Linked DNA regions of Mus musculus: region 1 is linked to region 2. Evidence: chromatin contacts called from public ChIA-PET data. All regions are on one chromosome and are shown on one strand. The core of a region is the stretch at or near the end of the contact, and the rest is flanking DNA. Distances in the headings are between cores, read along the strand shown.

Region 1 (6,298 bases), core at 2,776-5,275, 300 kb before region 2:
ACATAAAACATAGAAATGAAAAAGAGAAAGGAAAGAATAAAGGCAGGAAAGTAGGCAACAAGATTGGTGGAGGAAATATAATATGAGAGGTATAGAAGCAAAGGCATAGATAAAGTCATTGAATAATTTTTCATATACTTATTTTTGGTGGTAAAATATAAAGAACATAATATTTATCACTGTAATTGCTCATAAGTAGATAATTGAAATAAAATGCATCCATCCACAATGTACTCACTGTCACCTATATTAAAATATTTGACCACCTTTAGCAAAATTTGTACCCATGAAGCGGCTACTGGTAGCTTCTCTTCTAGTTTCTATCTCTGTGAGTTTGCCTGAGTACCTTATGCAAGTAGAATAATGCAGTATTTGTCCCTCTCTGTGAGACCTACTATCCTTAATACAACTTTTGAGATCTATAAATGTAGCATATACAAAATTATGTTATTTATATGGCCATTAGAATTTCAGTTGTCAATTTGATATACCTGGGAAGAGGGAGCCTCAGTTGAGAAATTGTTTCCATTAAATTGGCCTATGGGCATGTTTGTGGGCACTTTCTTTCTTGATTTCTATGCACAAGAGCCCTGCTTACTCTGGCCAGTACTGTCCCAAGGCCTGAGATGTATAAGAAAAATAGCTGAACACAAGCTGAGAGACAAGTTAATAAGCAGCATTCCTTTATTGTTCCATAGCTTTAGGCTCCTGCCTTGAGTACTTGCTTATCTTGATTTCTCTCAATGATGGGCTAAGACAAACCCTCTCCTCTCCCAGTTACTTTTTGGCAATGTTTTATGACAGCAACAGAGACACTAAACAGGGAAGTTGCTATGCTTTATTACATTATGTGCATGTACCATATTTTATAGTCTACAATTTATTTATCTGTTCATCTCTCTGTGGACAACTGGGTCATTTCTTCCCTTTAGCTAAGGTTATTATGTGTACAAATTATATTGGTGTACAAATACCTATTTAATAAAGACCATTAACTTTTTTGTCATTTACCTAAGTGTGGATTTTATGAGGTCTTAATACTTCTCTTCTCTGTTTAACCTTTTGAGTAGATGATAAACTCTTCTTCCATGAAGTCTTCATATCAGTACAATCATTTAACCCAAGTAAACTGGAAGGTTGAATATATAACCCAAAAGGTCATGGGGAAGAAGGATAGGAGCTGATGATGTCCATCAGTTTATCAAGAAACCAAATATCAAAATAAGGTAAGTTTACTTGTTGCAATGACAACTTGGAAGTCAGGATTGATGAAGCGCAATTCCTTTGTGGACTGCTTTAACAAATGATTCATCTTGATGCTCCACAGAACAACAGTGACTTGGAAATTATCCATAAGGATAGCAGAATTAAAGGGTGACCCAAAAGTAGGGGCATCTGGGTATGAAGACATTAGAAAGGCATTAAGTAAAAGTGACTCTAACTTGCCACACATTGTAAGAATAGTTTATGTATGTCGTGAAAATAAATTCTTTGCCCATTCACTATGTCACATTGGTAGTGCTCACTACACAAAACATTATGCTTTCAGCAATATTAATTGGAGAGAAATGCATACCAAAATTCAAATGTCTGTGTTTCTGAAATTTACTGAGTTGTGCATGATAAAAATCTGAATGTAGTTAAATTTCAAGGAAAAAACCTTTATATGCAAATAAAGATTTAAGACATTTGAAAGAACTGTGTCATCCTTTTTCTTCTATCTGGAACATAAAAGGATGATAGAGCTAGCTGTGGATTACATGTTAAGTTTGTTAAAACCAACTTCCTCTGTACTGTGGATTCTGTTCACTTCCTAGTCTGCTCTTACATTATAATATTAGACCTGTTTACTTGTACCCCTCTGTTGTTCTTCTATTTAGGAGTCATAGCATCATGATCTGACCCATGGATCAGACTAACTCTTGTTTCAATGTTTTTTTTTATTATTATTTTATATATACAAATGCTTGCCCGCAACTGTGTGCCATCTCTGTGCCTAGCACCTTTGGAGACCAGAAGATGGCATTAGTCCTGTGGAACAGAAAATATAGATAGTTGTGCACCACCAAGTCAGTAGTGGGAAGTAGACCTGCATCCTCTGCAAGAACAGTAAACACTCTTAGCTGCTAAGCCATCTCTCTAGTCCTGGAGCTAAGCCTTTCTTTTCAACGTTGTCAGGATGGGTAACAATGGAAGTTCTGTAGCTTGCTATTGAGTTTCAGATCTGAGCTAAATTTTGCAAGACCAGATAATTTCTAATCAGTTCAAGAGAATTTGTCCAGCTTTTTTTTAACTTAAAAAATAATATTCACAGGGCTCCCAATGGAGGAGCTAGAGAAAGTACCCAAGGAGCTAAAGGGATCTGCAACCCTATAGGTGGAACAACATTATGAACTAACCAGTACCCCGGAGCTCTTGACTCTAGCTGCATATGTATCAAAAGATGGCTTAGTCGGCCATCACTGCAAAGAGAGGCCCATTGGACACGCAAACTTTATATGCCCCAGTACAGGGGAACGCCAGGGTCAAAAAGGGGGAGTGGGTGGGTAGGGGAGTGGGGGTGAGTGGGTATGGGGGACTTTTGGTATAGCATTGGAAATGTAAATGAGCTAAATACCTAATAAAAAATGGAAAAGAAAAAAATAATATTAATAATAATATTTCCCAATCATCACCAAATATTAAAATAATTTACCTGGTGTTTTGTTAAAGACGGAGATTTTCAGCCTCATTCAGATATCTGTGGAATAAGGCTAGATATATGAATTTTAAAAATATATCTGTCATGTGTGTTACAGATTGGCAGTCTAATTTAGGGTAAGTCAAACTTCTTAATTATTGATTATACAACAAATGAAACACTAAACATCTGTAGTGATCATTAACTTATTTTACACCAGATATTAAAAATAAACTAAATTTGAGAACTTTCAACTATGTTATAATCTAGTTTAGTTCCCTCACCTGCAAAATCCACGCCTATAGGATTAGAATACTGTGGAGGAATGAATGTGGACCAAAGGGATACTATGGCACTTTGAACAATATATTTTATCATATATTTTCCCAAATATTTTATATTTAATAGAAGTAAATGTTAGGCAGGGCACTGGTGTTGCATACTTTTAATCCTGGCACTCAAGAGGCAGAGGCCGGTTAATCTGAGTTTGAGGCCCATCTGGTCTGCAAAGTGAGTTCCATGACAGCTAGGGCTACAGAAAGAAATTCTGTTTTGAAAAATTAATTAAACATAAAAATAAAAATTATGTTTTCTGAAATCTACTTAGCTGAGATCTGGAAATTCCTATGCTCAGTGAGGAGTTAAAGAAGTGATTAAAGAGTAACCTGTCATGTCCATATCTCTTAATATACAGTTCATTCGCCTCAGTACAGTTCACACAGGAACATACATATGTTTTATAAGGTGTTAGATACATATAGTTGAATTTAGGGGAACTGTTGAGATACAAATTGCCCTAAAACTTCGTCAAAGGTATCAACAAGCATTTTTTAATCACAACAGATAGAAGGAAATACCAAAATTTCTTGGAAATAGTTATTCATAACATGGGCCCATTATTTAAGTTACTACATTATAGTCATTATAAATCATATACATTATGAGTTCCTAACCTTCAGAGCCTATGTTCAATCAATGTAATGTTTTTAGAAACCATTTTCAGTACAGCTCAATACCACTGCACAACAGAGCAGAGGAGAGTCATGTAGCTCAAGGCCCGCTGAAATTTCAACCAGAGTTTTACACTTAAAGTACATGGGCAGACCTACTATGTGCCAAGGAGGGTACTGAGAACTTTATTTGCCACGCGTGTTATAAGCTGGCAGTCTAATTTAGAGAAACTGAAGTTTCTCAATTACTGATCACACAACAAATGAAACATTAAATGACGGTAGTGATCATTAATTTATTTTACAAATATTTGTAAAGTATCAGCTCTGTGCTAGGCACTGTGCCATACTTTCTGGAACTTTATTTTGTAATATCAAACTAAAAGAGCTTATTCAGGACATAAATGACTATTGTCAGGTACAGTGGCACTCAGCATGCCAAGAAAGGAGGATTGTTTGAAGACAGGCTGGGTTATACACTCAGAACCTGTCTAAAAAGCAAGCAAACAAACAACAATAGCATAATGATAGCTTTTTCTCTTACATGAAAGTCATTTACTGTCATATTTTAGAAATAGGAAAAGTGTCTTGCACAGTTTTGGGGACAAACATGACAGCTGCAGTCTGTTGATTCAGCTGTGGCCTTTCAGACACTTCCTGGTGGTGTAAATGTCCAAAGACCAACTCCAGCATGTGTTTACTCAGCCTTGCCCTTTCAGTCAGCTCTGGAGAGAAGTTATGAAAATTAACTTCTGTCCTTTCACCGAAGTTTAAACCATCTTTCAAAAGAGCCTTTTTGTAAATTTATACCGCATAAAATGGAACTGAGTCTTTTCGATGTTTCAAAAATTCACTGTATATCATTTTATATTCACTTACCTTTAAGAAGCTTGCAAAAGCTATAACAAAGAAACAATGGCATGCTACTTGTAGAACATCAAATTAAAGTTGGTCAAAAGAGAGATTATTAACAGGATTGCCAACAGAGGCATTATGAAACCAATACTTTCACGGAATTAAGCAGAGCCGATCTAAATTGTTCAGTACTGTGAATTCAAGTATTCCAACAAGGATATGCAGGCTTTCCCAGGGGAGGTGATCATACCTGAATACTGAGGTCTGCATTCTCAAAAGCTTATTGCTCATATCACTAAGTATTTAAAGGTCAATTAAAGCCTGAAGTCCCTGTGAGAACGACCTTACAGAGTATGTCAAGAGGCATCTTCCTGCTAGAGCTGGCCAAGCTGTGTCAACATGAGTAGTATAGGACTGTGACTATGGAGAAAGCCCAGTGTAAAATATCTCTTCAGGGGACTCCTAAGCAGAATATCTGAGGCCAGCAGTAGGTACATCTGCTGCAGTAACTACAGCAGTAAGTACTGCCTGGATTGACCAAAGGAAGATGACACCTCCAGGGAATATTATAGGGTGGGAGGAGCTTTGCCAGCATTTAAAATTTTAAGTAATATGTGTTGCAATTGGGATTTCCAAACAAGGAAATCTAGAGATATGGGACATTAATATGAACTTATATGAATATGATAAGCTTTGCATCATGTAGCTGGCAATCTATCATGGTTATAATAGTATTTTGATTCAACTATTTTATTCATGAAACATAACAAGTACTTTTGTAAGGTGTCAAAAACTGGACTACTACAGGGTTACAAATATTGGTTTCTATTAGTTTGTGTGGGACATACGTCTTAATAGTCATTTTAAATTTAAATAGTTTTTTAAAAGTATTTAAACTAACATAAATCTCAGCAATTTCCATTACTAGTTTTGAAAACTATAAAGAGAATATATATATCTAATCAAGTTTAGATAGAGTTTATTATACCTATCTATGAACACTTACACTAAAACCTTTAAACTTTAGAGAATCCAAGAATGTAAATTTATTGTCTATTGGTGTTTTTATAAACTGATGTAAAAAAGAGAGGCTTATGAATATATGGTCACAGTGTCAACTTACTATTTGTGAATGTGATTCTGAGCATTGCCAAATGGTGATCAATATGACAAATGATGTTTGAGTTTTGGTTTGGTTTTCTTGTTTGGGGGTTTTTTGTTGTTGGTGGTGATGATGGTGGTTTTGTTTTGTTTTTTGAGCTTTGTTGTTGGTGTTGTTTTGTTTTGTGTTTGAATACTGGGCAGCAATTCAGGATTAGGAACTTCAGAAAGCATGTAACACCTCTGCATTTGGGACAATAATGCAAAGGAAAGATAAGACACCAGAACTGTGGACCAAGTGTCCCTCAGTGTTGCTATGACTACAGAAGTCCTTTAGATGATACTGAATCTACTGAAAGACCAAGGAGTACTCAGAAAGTGACCCAGGGATTCTGGAAAGGAAACAGCAGGTGTTAGGACTCTCCAGATACTCTGAGTGTTATTGGCATCAGCAATAGTGTCTGGATTTGATGTCTGCATATGGGATGGATCCCCAGGTGGGGCAGTCTCTGGATGGCCTTTCCTTCAGCCTTTTCTTTACTCTTTGTCACTGCATTTCCTTTAGACAGGAACAATTCTGGGTTAATATTTTTGAGATGGGTGTGTGGCCCCATTCCTCAACTGGTAACCATGCCTATCCACTGGATATGGTCTCTACAGGTTCTCTCTCCCTTTTGTTGGGCATTTCAGCTAATGTCACCCTCACTGGGTC
Region 2 (6,862 bases), core at 2,796-5,295:
AGCTTACATACTAATATTTAATTATATTTTTGTTTACAGGCATTTCCCAGCTTATAGCTTGTCTTGGATGGTCTTTATTTTCTTATTTAAAAATTTTTATTACATTTATATTTCCCTGCCTGTGTGCTTAGGTCAGAGGACAACTTATAGGAATTGATCCTTTCTGTCTACCATGTAGATCAGAGACTAAACTCAAGTCATCAGGCTTTATCTGCTGAGCCATTTTGCCAGTCCTGAAAATGTAGTTACTATAGTATTTTTTTATTTTTGTTTTTGTTTTTATGGTGCATAGAAGTTCTCAGCTTACATGAAATCAAAAGATTAAGTTAGGAAACCCTTTCATATTTACCTTGCTAGTTGTACTTCATATTTACATTGCTAATATATCCTGAAATGGTTATTTATATGTGAACTGATGTGAGGGAGATCCAGTTTCATATTTTTCCACATTGGTACTTCAGGACCATTTAATTTCCTGTCTTCTGTTGTGATTTCTGTCTGCAGTTGTCCTGCTGTCATAGCAGGCTCCGTAGTCACTCAGTGACAGGGCAGGTAGGTCATCATGTCCATCATTGTGGGCTGTAGGCTGTGCTCTGCTCTTCTTAAACTCTGGGCTTTTGTAAGGCTTGCTTTATTTATTTATTTATTTATTTATTTATTTATTTAGCCAGATATAATTGTCTTCTAGGAGGCTTACTATTGAATAAGCTCACAGTTTCTAGTTCTTTCTGAACTTTGGCTGGCTGGTTCAATTCTGCTGTTCTGGCCCAAACTCCTCTCCAAGCTGACTGATTTTAACTGGCTTCTTTCAGCTTTTGACTGAATTGTTCAGCATAGCTTCAAACTAACTGTAATCTGTCCTAATCTCTTGGCTTCTCATTCTTTGGCTCATCTGTCTTCAGCTACAACCTGTTCTGGTAAAACTGGCTCTTTTTCTTTTTTTCTTTTTCTTTTTCTTTTTCTTTTTCTTTTTCTTTTTCTTTTTCTTTTTCTTTTTCTTTTTCTTCTTCTTTCTCTTTCTCTTTCTCTTTCTCTTTCTCTCTTTCTCTTTCTCTTCCTTTTCTTCTCTTTCTCTCTCTCTCTGTCTGTCTTTATATGTTTCTCTGTTTCTGTCTCTTTTTTCTTTTTCTCTCTCTGTACTGCTCTCTTAATTAACCTATCTTTCCTGTCTGCTCTCATGAAAATTGGACATAGCCTGTTTCTGACTCATTCTATCAGATCTTTCTCTGACTCATCACTTTGTCTGCCCCTCAATAAGACATCACTTTCAAACATGGCTGCTTCCTTCTACAAACTAACTTTCCCTTCATTGTTTGGAATTAAAGGTATGTACTAAGTGAATGTCTATATTCCAACCAGAGGTATTAAAGCTGTGCCATTCCAGCTTGATCTCAGAGACTTAGAAGGTCTTTGGATATGATCCTTTGCCAGAGCAGCCATGTTGCTGAATTAAAATTCTCCTACAGCTTTTCATACCATTTTCAATATAACCTGGTTTTATTCTTTGGTGCTAGCTGGGGCTGTCCAGTCAGCCTTGGTCAGTCTTGATTGCCCACCACTTGGTTTCTTACCCTTGACTTTAATCTCCTAACCCTCAGAACTCCAATTTTGGGCCCTTCAAACTTCTTTCAGTGATGTATTACTACATCTGGTACATTGGTATGTTTTTATGGGCGTTGTTCTGTTTTAGGGCTCTCTTTCTTCATTAGTCTTGCAAGCTATTCATTTCTTATTGTTTTGTTAGTTTTCTTGGGAGATGTGAATGAATATTCATTCTTTCTAGGCAGAGTACTGACAACAGACCAAAGAAACAGTTGCATCCAAATCCAGCTTGGTGAGCCAATGGTTCACTGGAGTTATTTTTAAGAGCATGGTTGAAGAACATGAAAATCTATGTAGTTGCATTACCGCAGCATAGGTGACAACTTATAAAAGCTGCATTCCTAGAGCTAGCTCCCTGACCAATTCTTAGGCAGTCCTTCTCCTCAGCAATCGATTACTGATGGCATAATCTTGGGGAGGGACCTTGCGAATCTTAAAAATACCTGAAGTTTTGAGCATTATTTTCTAAGCCCAATTTTTCTTAGCTTTGGGGATCTAAATGGGCCTCTCTCTTCCCTCCAGTAGTTCAGTTCAGAGGAAACAGCTAGGTAGCAGGTTTGTTTGCTAAGAAATAGCTTTTGTCTTTATTGATACTTTTATTGCTATTTTTCTAGTTCAGTATCATCTCTTTTTGTTTTCTTCACATTAATTGTGTGTAATTAACTCAGGACTTCAAATTCCTTTTCCTAGGTCACTTGAGAATGCTATATGTACTTATCTGTAAGTGTAACTTTTTTGTTTTGGTAGTCCACAAACTTTTATGTGTAATATCTTTGCATTCATGTTTTTTTTTCATTTGAAAAATTACTATTATGGTTTATTCAGTGAACAGAATTCTAAAACAGAAGAAGTAGCTTCGTTCTCTTGCTCGCTCCACAGTTGCTCTTCTGCTTCTTACTTTCCACTTAGTCATCAGGTGTTGTCTTTCACAATACAAAGTTGCGGGGCTGGATTGGGAGGTGTCAGCAGGAGTCATTTTACTTAGGGGTAATCGGAAGCTTCACATTTGAGGTTTTGAAAGGGATGTCTATTTCTGATTCAGGAGCTGGGTTTTTGTAGGTAGTAAGAGAAAAGGGCCCATTGTGAAAACTTCAAGTAACTCATAGGTCTTGCAATGACAAACAGAGCTGAGGTTAAAAGGGAGGAAGGTTAGTGTTAAAACAGCTTAATCAGAACTATAAGGGATGAGGAACAAAGTGCTTACAACTGAGTATGAGATAGCTTAGGAGACATAAGAGCAAAACAGATAGACAGGCCAGTATTGGTGGACTGGCAACAGATAGACGGACCAGTATTGGTGGACTGGCAGGCTATCTTTTGTGAATCTTGTCCTCACTCCTGAGAATGTACGCTGGGAACTATTGCTGTTTTACACATTCTTACTTCTAATGTAGGCAATTATAACAGACTAAGTAAAAATAGTTTCTAAGAAAGCCTCTACTTATGTCAGGAAAGAGACCCAGAACTGATTTATAAATCAGGAGTTAATAAGAACATCTGTAGCTGTTCTCTGATGGCTGTGAGGAACAAAAAGAGCTTAGTGTGATTAACAGCACTGAGACACCTACAGGATTGGAGGTAGCAACACTAGCCAGTAATTACTAACTAGCAGACAGTTAAGGCCCACAACTTTTAAAGCTGAAGTCAGAGATGGACAAAGCAGGATTGGGGGCTTCAACTACCTGTCACTGGTGAACTTCATGTAAACAGATTATGGATAATCTCTTTGGTTGAGACAGGACATGCCTAGAGCAAATGGGCCCCCAGTGGCTCAAGCCTGTGATAGCCCAGTGGACTAACCAATCTCATAGTGATTATCTCATCTCTTCCCCAGTTTTTACCACAGTTCTAGAAAAATCACAAGACAAAATAATTCAACGTTTCCTCTCTTGGCATCTCTTCCACTTTTGGGACTTCCTTTTAACTTTCATTTAAATTTACTTTAATATCTTTTAACAAAGCTTGTGTTTGCTTTGCTTGCTCCTATGAGTGTCCATGTCCTTAATAATATTTGGTAAGAGAGTGAACTCAGAAGCTACTGTTCCAGGTTGGCCTTTGGTAGCAGTGAGTGTCTGGCATCCTGTATTAAGCACAATTGTGTGGTAAGAGTGCCTGTCACTATAAAATACCCTGAAATGTTACCATCCTTGTAATGATCTCATGGGTTACTGTCTTTGGAGTACCAAAACTGATTGTGCCATCTGCCATAGGCATTTTAGTGGCCCACACTTGCTCTTGCTTCAGGAGACACCTGCACAGTGCTTTTCCTGGAATCAACCTCAGTATCTTAGTATTGAGTGCCTCAGTCATTGCAGCAGTCCATGTATCTGTTGTTTCTGTAATACTCATATTTGCCTTCAGAGTTTTGAGAGTATTGCCTCTTCTAGGTTTGAGACTTATCAAAGCTGTTTTTGGCAGGATTGCCTGTCCATTTTTATTTGTTTAATCCTTATCTTGAATTCAGTCATGGCCAAAAGAACAATCACTTGTCCCTGTCTTTGTCCTGTACATCATAAGCAGTATCAACTTACTCTCTCACTTAAAGACTTCATTGATGCTATGGGCAGTACTTATAGAATCCTGGCCTATAATTTAATGTATTTAATCCCAGCACTCAGAAGACAGAGGTAAATGGATCTCTGAGTTTGATGTGATCTTTCTGTATGGAGCTCACGTTTTATGGTTCCTGTTTAGAAAAGGTGAAAACTAAGGAGAGGTGGAAGTTTTAGTTAATAATTGCTTTGATATTGATTAACTCATTTGGCAATGGGTGTGTGTGATAGAACAAGGTTAATTGGTGTACACTAAGTTATATTTAGGATAAGTAGGTTAAACATCTGTAAATGACTATAGATAGCTATAAAGTATTAAAAAGCTAGAAGATTTTGAATGTTTCACCAAAAATAAAAAAAAAAATAAAAAATTGAAGCAATAGATATGCTTACTCTGGTATAATATTTCACAATGTAGACATCTATTAAAACATCATTTTGGGGCTGGATGGATGGCTCATTGGTTAGGAGCACTGGCTGCTTTTCGACAGGATCTAGTTTTAGTCCCCAGCACCCATATGGCAGCTCACAGCTATCTCTCATTGAGTGCTAGGGAACCTGACACTCTTGTGTAGCCTACATGGGCACTGCATTCATCTGATACATACACATACATGCAAGCAAAACCACCATACACATAAAATGTTTTTTATCAAATCACATTGCACTCCAAATGTATGTAGAGTTTAGTTGTCATTTACAGTAAAAGTAAATGCATAAATAACAGGATAAAGTTGGCTGTGGGCTCTATGTGAACTGTATCTTTTCAATTTTTTTTATAAATCTGAAAGTATTATAAAGTAAAATATCTGTTTAAATCAATTTTTATCTTTTTTCCAAACTTAGATTAATCGTTTTCTAGTTTCTTCTTGATTGGCCATACTTTATTTCATCGTCCATTGATAAAATTAGAATGTAAAAGTATACAGTTGTAATTTTGAAAGTCCCTGAGAGTCAGAAACTATTGGATTGGATTTTTCTTGACTTCCTTCCTTCCTTCCTTCCTTCCTTCCTTCCTTCCTTCCTTCCTTCCTTCCCTCCCTCCCTCCCTCCCTCCCTCCCTCCTTCCCTCCCTCCCTCCCCCCTCCTCCTCTTCCTCCTCCTCCTCCTCCTCCTCCTCCTCTTCCTCCTCCTCCTCCTTCTTCTTCTTCTTCTTCTTCTTCTCTCTCTCTCTCTCTCTCTCTCTCTCTCTCTCTTCTTGTCAGGGTCTTGTGTAGAACTGGCTGTCCTAGAACTCACTCTGTAGACCAGGCTGGCCTCAAACTCAGAAATCTGCCTGCCTCTGTCTCCCTAATGCTGGGATTAAAGGTGTGTGCCACCACTGCCCAGGTCTTCTCTTCACTTACTTACAGGCTCAGATTAGGCTGCTCTTCATTTTGGGTAGCCCCAGTGGCTAAGTGAGAATGTTTTCCTGAGGGTCTATATAAATGGGCTGCTAGTGTTCTCATGGAATTTTGGTATAGGGCCTCACAATGAGCTCCCTTCACCTTGTAGCAGGCCCAGTTCTTGTCTCTTTGACCATATGCTGCCACCATCAGCCTACATATCAGGATAATATGTCTTTGTCTATACACTCTCCATTTCTTTTATTTATTTATGTGGGGGTGGAGCAGCACATGTCATGCTGTACTTGTGGAAATTAGAAGACGACCTGTGGGATACTAAGAATGAACTAAAGTTGTCAGCTTTGTCCTCAAGTCACTTCATACACTGAATCGTCCGGCCCATCCTTTTCTTACTATCGTATTATCTGTTTGTTTGGTTTTTTTTAAGACTATCATTATATAAGTGTGGTGTAGGACTGAATTTCTTATATGATCTTAACAGCTGATTGCTCTCAAGTAGATGTCATTCATAAGCCTGCTTTCTCATCTGTAGAATAAGAACATTGAACTGAATGAGGTTTTGATCATAGATTAGTAACTCTTTTCTTGGTGTGTGTGTCTGCACATGCATGAGTGCATTCCAACACATATTATGTGCAAATCCAACCAAGCGAGAAGGGTGTGATGATTTTAGAATATTGACCCCTAAATTTAGGGAAAGGATCTAATTGGAGCACAGAAAAGACAAAATATGAGGAAAGCAAGATAAGTATTAAAAGCAAGATAAGCATTAATAGTTGTTAGTATTTCTCAGTATTTTCCAGAATATCACACTTTATGTTTAATAGGTTAAAGGTTTAGCCTTGAGATATTTGGTATGTAGAAGAAAGCTGTAGTTAGCTTTTTTTTTTTTTTTTTTTTTTTTTTTTTTTAACAATTCTTGGTTAAATGTACAGTTTAAATTTTTCTTAGCAGGATTAGGAGAATGTTTTTATTCTTAGGAAATACACACTGAAATATTAAAGAATAAAGGACTACATACTCAGGAGGTTTCAATAATATGTAAATATATAATAAGTATCAACATATTTATATATATATATTCTTTTTTATGTCAACATATGATCCTGGATTCTTAGTGTTATCATTTGCGTTGTTGCTCAAATTGACTCATCTATGGTTAATGGTCACACTCTTATATAGTGTTTCTATACTGTCTTAATTTCAAATGAAAGGCAACTGAGAACTTGTGATGGTGTGAATTATCATTGATTTAAATGACCAGTTTTGCTTATCTTGAAAATTGAAGTTTCATGAATGAGTTATCTTTTTTCATTTTTTTATAGAGTCAAGGTGAATTTTGGGACATGGCCACTGCTTCAC

Evidence for each region. ChIA-PET counts read pairs in DNA pulled down with a chosen protein or histone mark.
Region 1: a contact with region 2 is called in an H3K27ac ChIA-PET map of liver, with 4 times the contacts expected there. The contact joins two enhancer-like sites. A contact is called at or near these places in 2 of 39 promoter capture datasets (the HPC-7 cell line and liver), 1 of 484 Hi-C or Micro-C datasets (bone marrow-derived macrophages), 3 of 115 datasets of contacts at active chromatin or transcription factors (bone marrow-derived macrophages, liver and regulatory T cells) and 2 of 9 other capture datasets (adipose tissue and liver).

Annotation. Positions count from the first base shown.
Region 1 is chr4:19,974,593-19,980,890 of GRCm38.p6, reverse strand. 4930480G23Rik (RIKEN cDNA 4930480G23 gene) reads left to right here. Exons shown (of 5, transcript NR_040768.1): 5 at 1,071-1,446. Among named protein-coding and RNA genes, the nearest start is that of 4930480G23Rik, 28 kb to the left of the region's middle. Within about 2 kb of position 4,025, at least 11 of the 459 cell types and tissues checked have an H3K27ac peak or open chromatin away from gene starts, as enhancers often do. A contact at or near this core is called in liver, where this site is marked.
Region 2 is chr4:19,678,399-19,685,260 of GRCm38.p6, reverse strand. Wwp1 (WW domain containing E3 ubiquitin protein ligase 1) reads left to right here. Exons shown (of 25, transcript NM_177327.5): 3 at 6,826-6,862. The coding sequence starts at 6,847. Among named protein-coding and RNA genes, the nearest start is that of Wwp1, 27 kb to the left of the region's middle. Within about 2 kb of position 4,045, at least 13 of the 459 cell types and tissues checked have an H3K27ac peak or open chromatin away from gene starts, as enhancers often do. A contact at or near this core is called in liver, where this site is marked.